Regions from separate parts of the Sus scrofa genome. Here region 1 is linked to region 2. A link is a contact called in public HiChIP or PLAC-seq data. All regions are on one chromosome and are shown on one strand. Each heading gives the region's core, a stretch centred on a gene start, on an enhancer-like site or on the middle of the called end of the contact. The rest is flanking DNA. Distances are from core to core; before and after follow the strand shown.

What was found. HiChIP or PLAC-seq counts read pairs in DNA pulled down with a chosen protein or histone mark.
Region 1: a contact with region 2 is called in an H3K27ac HiChIP or PLAC-seq map of alveolar macrophages. The contact joins the promoter of PMPCB here to the enhancer-like site in region 2. A contact is called at or near these places in 4 of 5 promoter capture datasets (fetal liver, liver and skeletal muscle), 22 of 47 Hi-C or Micro-C datasets (adipocytes, alveolar macrophages, blood and 13 more) and 2 of 2 datasets of contacts at active chromatin or transcription factors (alveolar macrophages and skeletal muscle).

Annotation. Positions count from the first base shown.
Region 1 is chr9:103,314,577-103,318,142 of Sscrofa11.1, reverse strand. PMPCB (mitochondrial-processing peptidase subunit beta) reads right to left here and starts at 1,982. Exons shown (of 13, transcript XM_003130241.4): 1 at 1,825-1,982; 2 at 701-841. The coding sequence starts at 1,923.
Region 2 is chr9:103,205,768-103,209,585 of Sscrofa11.1, reverse strand. It overlaps ARMC10 (armadillo repeat containing 10), which reads right to left. Exons shown (of 6, transcript NM_001244923.1): 5 at 1,027-1,098; 6 at 1-106. Among named protein-coding and RNA genes, the nearest start is that of ARMC10, 28 kb to the right of the region's middle. Within about 2 kb of position 2,310, at least 17 of the 83 cell types and tissues checked have an H3K27ac peak or open chromatin away from gene starts, as enhancers often do. A contact at or near this core is called in alveolar macrophages and skeletal muscle, where this site is marked.

The DNA of each region.
Region 1 (3,566 bases), core at 733-3,232, 110 kb before region 2:
AAACATTATTTTCTTTCTTTTGAGGGATGGGGTAAAACTAGGGGGCAGTCTTCTTTCTTTTTCTGACAAGTGCTTTCCAGTCTTAACTTGAGTGGATTGACAGTACAATCCTAAGAACCATGAGACTTAAAAATTCTGGTTATCAGGCTACTAAGGTGCTACAAAGCCTACTTACCAGCTTCACTAAGAACCTGGATTCTTAGCTCAGTGTGTTACTGCAGTCAATTAACAAGCATAGTATAAAGAACATCACGGATTGTCAGAAAGTCTAGGTTCAAATCCTGGTTCAGTCAAATATTAGCTGTGTGACCCAGGACAAAACCACTTAACTTCTCTGATCTTGTTTTTCAACTGTAAAATGGATATGATGATCCCTGCTAAAAAGAACTATTTTTAAGATCAAGTATGACAATATATATGAAAACATCTGACAGAGTAGTCTAGCAAATATACTTCTCTCATTATTATCAACACTACATGACAATGACAGGCTTCAAGAACCAGATGTGTAGACGCTTAAAGTACACAAGTACCTGGTATAGAAGTAGTACAGAAGAGATTCACAAGTGAGAATCACTTTTGTCAAGGCAAAATAACTGCCCCTATTTTCAACCACCTGCCAACTAACTGAAAAGCTTAAATTAAAGTCAGTAATTTGCTCTCTCCTAATGAGAGGTCAAACTGATGCCGAAACACTTACTGTGCATGTTGAGAGCCCAGAGTCTTCAGAGGCCACTCTGAGTCCGTTCTCCAAACAGGTTACTCTCGTTTCAGGAACATTCAGAAAAACTTGTGTAGCAGCCTGTGTACTTCTCAATCTGTTTCCTCCAAAATATAATGACTGGTTGGGGATGGAGGGACGAAGTAAAACATCACTATTGTAACATGAAAGTTGATCAGAAAACCAAATCTATCTCACAAAGACCCTCTCTATAAAGTACTCTTTCCCCCTCAACTTTTATTCCACTGGGATCCACCCACACCTCTGGCCTAGTCTAGGAACATTCCTCAAGCGACCATCGTTATCCAGAGAGAAAACTGCTTTGAATACTTCTCCAAGAAATGTTGAATATTCACTATAGAAGGAACAAGCCAAGGGGCAAGAAAGGGAGAGAAAAATATAAAAATACCTACATAACATTGGTGTAAGGTTCCCACTGTTCAAAAAAAACTAAGTCTTGAAAAAGGCAGAAAAAGAGAAGATAGGAAGAAAGGCTCAAGACACTGGCTGATTGATTTGCTGACTATGGACTACACGCCTGTCCGCAGTCTTTCTTTTCCTTTATACATAAGTTAAAAGTCCCACAAAGTCTAGAGAAAGCCAGTCTCTGAGGAGAAACATACAAACTTTTCCTTTAGCTACCCTGGGGTTCGCAGGAAGCAGAGGTGAGGATAAAGACACTGAGTTTTAGGCAAAAACAGATATCTGGGGAGTGGGAGTGTGTGTGTGAGAGAGGGTGTCCTCACTTTTTGATTTCCCCCAATTTGCAACCACTGAGATTGCAGTAACCAACACGTACTCTTTACAAGAACTTTTGAGTAACTGGGGAAGGGGCCGGCAACCAAAGTCATGTCTCATGTCACTGGCAGGTCACGCACTGCGGGTGACCAAAGCCAGCTCAGCCCCGGCGGGTGACAAGCCTCCCCGGCCACCTGATGACCCCCGTATCCCAGCGGAGGAAGCCACACCCACTGTTGGGGGCGGGGGTGGCAACTCGCGCGGCCGGGCCGACAGCCTACGGCTCAGGGTCGCCGAGCGGAGTCCAGCGGGAGAGGCCCTGGCCTGGTCCCGGGCGGCATCCAGACAAGTGAAGGGAAGCTCACCTGCCTTGCAGGGCCTCCGACCAAGAGCCTCTTGGAGAAACCCCAGAGCCGCTTCCGCACCGCGGGCAAAAACACCGCTCGGGCCGCCGCCGCCGCCATCTCCGCTCTGGACAGTGTGAGGGATGTGTTTCCGGGGTCGTGACCGGAGGTCCCAGACGTGAGGAGGGGACCCACCTAGTGGCCGGGATGGGAATGGCACTCCTCTAAGCGGTTGTGGAAGAAATAGACCTGGATGTGGTGCTGAGCGGTTTCCCTAAATAACAGCAATTTGGGAAGCTGCAGAAACCCCTGTATCAGCAGTTACTTTGATCACCTAAGACGTTCAAGGTACAAATGTAGAAGAGATAAAGGTAACGTGGTGCAACGTATCATGCCATCAGTGGATGAAATTAATCAGAAGAAGTGGAATATGATCCATAACTCACTGTCCATGGAGGAAGCATCTCCTACAGGAGACACGTGGTGAGGGGAAGGAGGTATTAGTGTTGACGCCTAGTCACTCCTCAACACTCGACAGTCTGACTCGTTCCATGCTACAGAAATTGCTCTTGCTGAAGCCGCTAATTGCTGAAAAATGAACACTTCATAGACCTGTAACCTTATCATATAGTCTTACTGGCTTAATTTGACATAAATCTGTATGAATTTTTCTTCCACGTTGATCTTAGAGCTCTTCCTCCTTCTCCTAGTCCCTTCTTCACCTTCTTGGGCAGCTGTTTATTCACAAAGCTCTTAATGAAACTAAAAATAGCAAGCACTGTTCTAAGTGTGCTATTCTTCTTTGGGGGGCCTTGCCCAGGTGTGCAAAAGTTCCCTCACCAGGAATCAAACCTGCCCCACAGCAGCGACAACAAGGGATCCTTAACTCACTGAGCCACCAGGGAACTTCTAATTGTGCTCTTCTCATACTCTTTTTACAGAGGTAGAAACTGGGGTAAAATAACTTGCCCGGGGTCAAGATGCTAATTACAGGCTGTGTGGCTCCAAAGCTTTGCTCTTAAAGTCCATGCCCTTTTACCCTGAAAGTTGGTATTTCCCTGGGTCTGGGCCTCTTCTCCTATTGCACACTCTCCCTGAGGGTTTCCACTTTGACCTGAAGACTTACCCTGTTTACACAGTCAGACCTTTCTCTTGAGCTCCAGGCACATTTAACCATTCAGTGACTAGACAGTTACACTGAAGTATCCCATTGGTGCCTCAATATCAACGTGTCCAAAATGCATTTCACTGTCTTGCCCCTAAGTTGCTTCCTGTATATGCAATGCAAAACAGCCAATGATACTTCCATTCACCAGACCTCCAAGCCAGAAACCTGGATTTCATCCTCAGCTCCCTTTTTTCCACTCTGAACATCCTACCTCTTGAATCTGCTCTAGCCCTACTGTCATAGTTTTTTATCCAAGGCATCTTTTAAGAATGCACCTTTTAGCATGACAGTCCCATTATAAAGAACCCCACAGTAACTTCCCTGGGTCAGGATAAAGTGACAGCAGGCAAACAGTTAGACACAAGCAGAGAAGGGGTGCGTGGGGCCAAATGGCAGGAAACCACACCTCATGCAAATAGCAGGGCCCATGTGTGGATAGAGAAAAGCTGGAACCTCCAGACTAATAGGAAGCCACACCTTTTGGGGTGATAAGTGCCCTAGAGGCAGACAAAGAGCATGAATCTCCAATGCTGGATGTAACCTGTTGCTCATTATGCCCTAACTATAATAAAATTATAATAAAAATTAGTTATGC
Region 2 (3,818 bases), core at 1,061-3,560:
CTTCCTTTTTGAGGCAGTTATCTATATTCTGAAACAGTGTGAGAACTCGAACAAGAATTTCCTTTGCTACGTGGCCATCGAAAAGGGAAAGGAATGATGAATCCACCTGAAATAGGAAACAAGAAGAAGTTAAAATATACGAAAACATTTTCCATGTATATTTTCACGTTTTATTTTTTTGCTTTTTAGGCCTGCACCTGCAGCATATGGAAATTCCCAGGCCAGGGGTCGAATTGGAGCTGTAGCCGCTGGCCTACACCACAGCCACATGCAATCCGAGCTGTCTCTGTGACCTACACCACAGCTCACGGCAACGCCGGATCCTTAACCTGCTGAGGGAGGCCAAGGACTGAAGCAGCATCCTCATGGACACTAGTTGGGTTCATTACCGCTGAGCCACGATGGGAAGTTCGGTTTTCACATTTTAAAGCTCCCTGAATACACTGAAAAATCTTGTCATGGAAAAGTATCCCTAGGACTGCAAAACATGAATGTGTAAAATCTTCCACACCTCTACCTTGATTACTAATGGAAAGAGAGAGGTCTTGTGTTACAGCTAAAAAAATTCTATTCCCTTGGAATCCTAGAATGTAATCATTTGAAAAATACCCATTTCCTCTTTAAGATCCGTCATATACAGTCATCATGGACGCTCATTCATTCACCCAACACTAACTGCATACACAGTGCAGGGTACGGGGCCGAGCAGATGAGTGTGACAGGTCCTTTCTGAAATGGCACCACCTGCACTTCCTTCAAAACACTTACCATAGCTTTCAATTATCGCTCATTTCTTACATATTTTTGTCTCCTCCCGCTAGACTGTGAGCAAGATGATTTTTAAAAGTAAAATATGTCTATTACATAAAATGTAAGGAATTCACGTAGGCAAAAAGAACCCCCAAAAAACCCCACCCACCTTTAATATTGCTCCACAGATATAATCCCTGTTACTATTTTGGGATAAATCCTTTCCTTCCAGATCTGTCCACATCTATTTGTATAGACAAAATGAAAGCTCTCTACCTGGGCACCAAGGAGTCCATCTGTCATGGCTGGGTTTTCAGACAAATTCAACAGCAGTTTCAAAACTTGAACCTGAAATAAGAGTATCAGTTTGTCTCAGACCAGCAAGCATGGATTTTCTCTCCCTGGCATGCTGCCGCCAACCATGTCCACATTTTAAAGTTCTGCCTAGTTTTAAGATTAGACTCTCATTCTCTCCTCTCCACGAAGCCTTCTCAATCCATCTTAAAGCTGAGTCTTCCAGTTATATTGATAGGGAGAAAGGGAGAAAATAGTGAATTTCTTCACTACCCACCCCGGCCCACCCACATACCTAACACAGGGTAAGGTAAACATGTGTTACATAAATGCTCTTTGTTAGGATTACTAGTAAGTGAAATATCATCTTTGGAACAAAAAAGGAATCTCTCAAAGCTTAGTGTTTCTACTTAAAGTATGAAAATTTAGGGACAATTTCGTTATGAAGGCTAACAATATGGTTCTTTTTATTGGTTACTGTGATTCTTGGAGCTTATCTTTTTATGTGAAAAAAAACTTTCAATCATTTAAATAGGCAGTGGCATAAGTAATCAGCAGACATGTTAACTTATGGCTGACAAGCTAAAATATTAGCATTCTTACCACTTATAATTGAAAAGTCAGGAATACAAACATTTGAATAGAATTCTTCCTTTAAAAATACGAGTCATGTAAAACTATACTTTCTACAAAATATTTGAAATTACAGATGCTGAGGACCTGGGAGAGGAGACTGACATCCAGAGAAGGTGCCACACGTGTCCTTCACTAGACCTGGGAAGGAACCTGGATATTATCTTTAAAACTTTTTTTTTGGATTATAAAGGCATTGTGTTTACTATGGAACATTTTTTTTAAACTATAGGAAAGCACAGAGGAAAAGGATATTCACATTTCCACGAACAGAGACCATAATTACTAAGTTTGGTATTTGCTTGCTACTCCTTATACCTATATCCTATGTACTCACATTCCTTTGATCACACTCCACACACTAATTTGTTAAGGAGGAAGATACAAGGCTTTCCTTAATTTTACTGTTTTTATCAATTAAAAAAAAATCTTAGAAATTTAATATATGGCCATGATGCATTTCAAACAGTGCGGATGGGAACAAGGTAACAACATAGGCCTGCCCATCTCACTCCCCTGCAGAAACCACTGCAAACAGTTTCCTGCCCTTGCAGAGAGGAAATTTTGCAAGCACATGCTTTATTCATCATAGCCTTAAGGGGAAAGCGCAAAGATGACTTCTGACCCTGTAGTGAGCTTCCTGGGGGTCACTGTCGGACCTGGTCTGGCCTGACTGGCTCAGCAACACTGAGAATAAGTGTTAGGAAGAAACACTTGTCTCTTTTAAGTTTTGATTAGGAAAATGAGGAGAGTTATGACACAGGATGGTCCTGAGCCGATGAAATAAGCCTGGATGAAGTCAATAAAATCTAAAAAAGGCCTTTTTTTTTTTACAACCGGGAACAGTAACAGCAAGTTAGAATCCTGCACTAAAATTTCATGTTGCTATGCTCCACAGAAGGGAGTTAAACATGACAAAAAGTATACATAATGGTAGAGTATTTATGACTACAGATTAAACAGCTATGTGTGTATATACTGTTTTGAAACCACGAACAGATTTTTTTTTTCCCCTTCTGGTCACATATGCCACCTTGTGGTGACTCCAGGACATTTCTTTAAGCCATTAGTTTTTTTTTTTTTTTTTTTTTGCCTCTTGGCAGATGCAGCAAACACAACATTTCTTTATAGTCATCTTCCGCTCTTTATATTTAGTTACGGATCAGTGTTGAGCCTAAAAGATTATTATAGATCACTCATTAAAAACTATGTTGAAAATTCACGTCAGTAGTTATTTACTAAGACAATGTCTAAATCGGATACATCTTCCCACTTACAAATAGATTACTATCCAAAAGTTCATCTGCAAGTTGGAACTTTAAACTCATTTTTGTATGGAGAAACAATTGGTAGCTAGGTTCCCAGACAGACTGAAAAGGCAAATTTTTGATTCCAGAAATACCATGCTAGGCAATGTCATGGAAAAACAAAACAAAGCAAAAATGGAACATACTATTGTGGTCTGAGTCACTTTTTAAGAAGCCATAAAGTATATGAAAACACAGACCATGTCTGGGACAGATCTATGAAGCCCCGAGACAGACGGGCCTGGCTCTGAACACAGTGTTCCTCTGAGGTTTTGGGCAGAGCAGCTGCAGGGAGAAGCACAGGAGAGATTTCTCCTCCAGCGGCAATGCTATGGGGGTAGATAGAGCAAGGGGAGTTTCCATGGGGCTCAGGGGCTGGATGTTACCTTGCTCCCTGGAGAGAAGGGTGTTGACAGGTGTGTGTGCATTCTGGAGATTAGGTATGGATGGAGCAATATTGCTAGAGTATTGCCAGTGTTATTACATCGAATCGTGAGTGCGTCCGGGTACATCATGGACCACATCCAAATAAGTCTGGCGACTGGAAATGGGGAAAGCCCACATAAAAACGTCTCAGAACAAATGTCACCAGGACCATAGCGCGGCTCTCTGATAATCACCGTGTCATAACCTCGGGAGTAACTCTCTGTGAAGCTGAGTATCTGGAGTTTGGCTTCACATCTGGTCCTTCTTTTCAACTGTGCCAGAGAACACAGACCAATACAGTAAAACACTGATGAACAATCGACTCAACTAACAGAATCTTTGACTACCTTCTGTTCTTATGCTGTTTCTTAAAAAATGGCACTTGCTAAGAGTGCACACTAATATGAA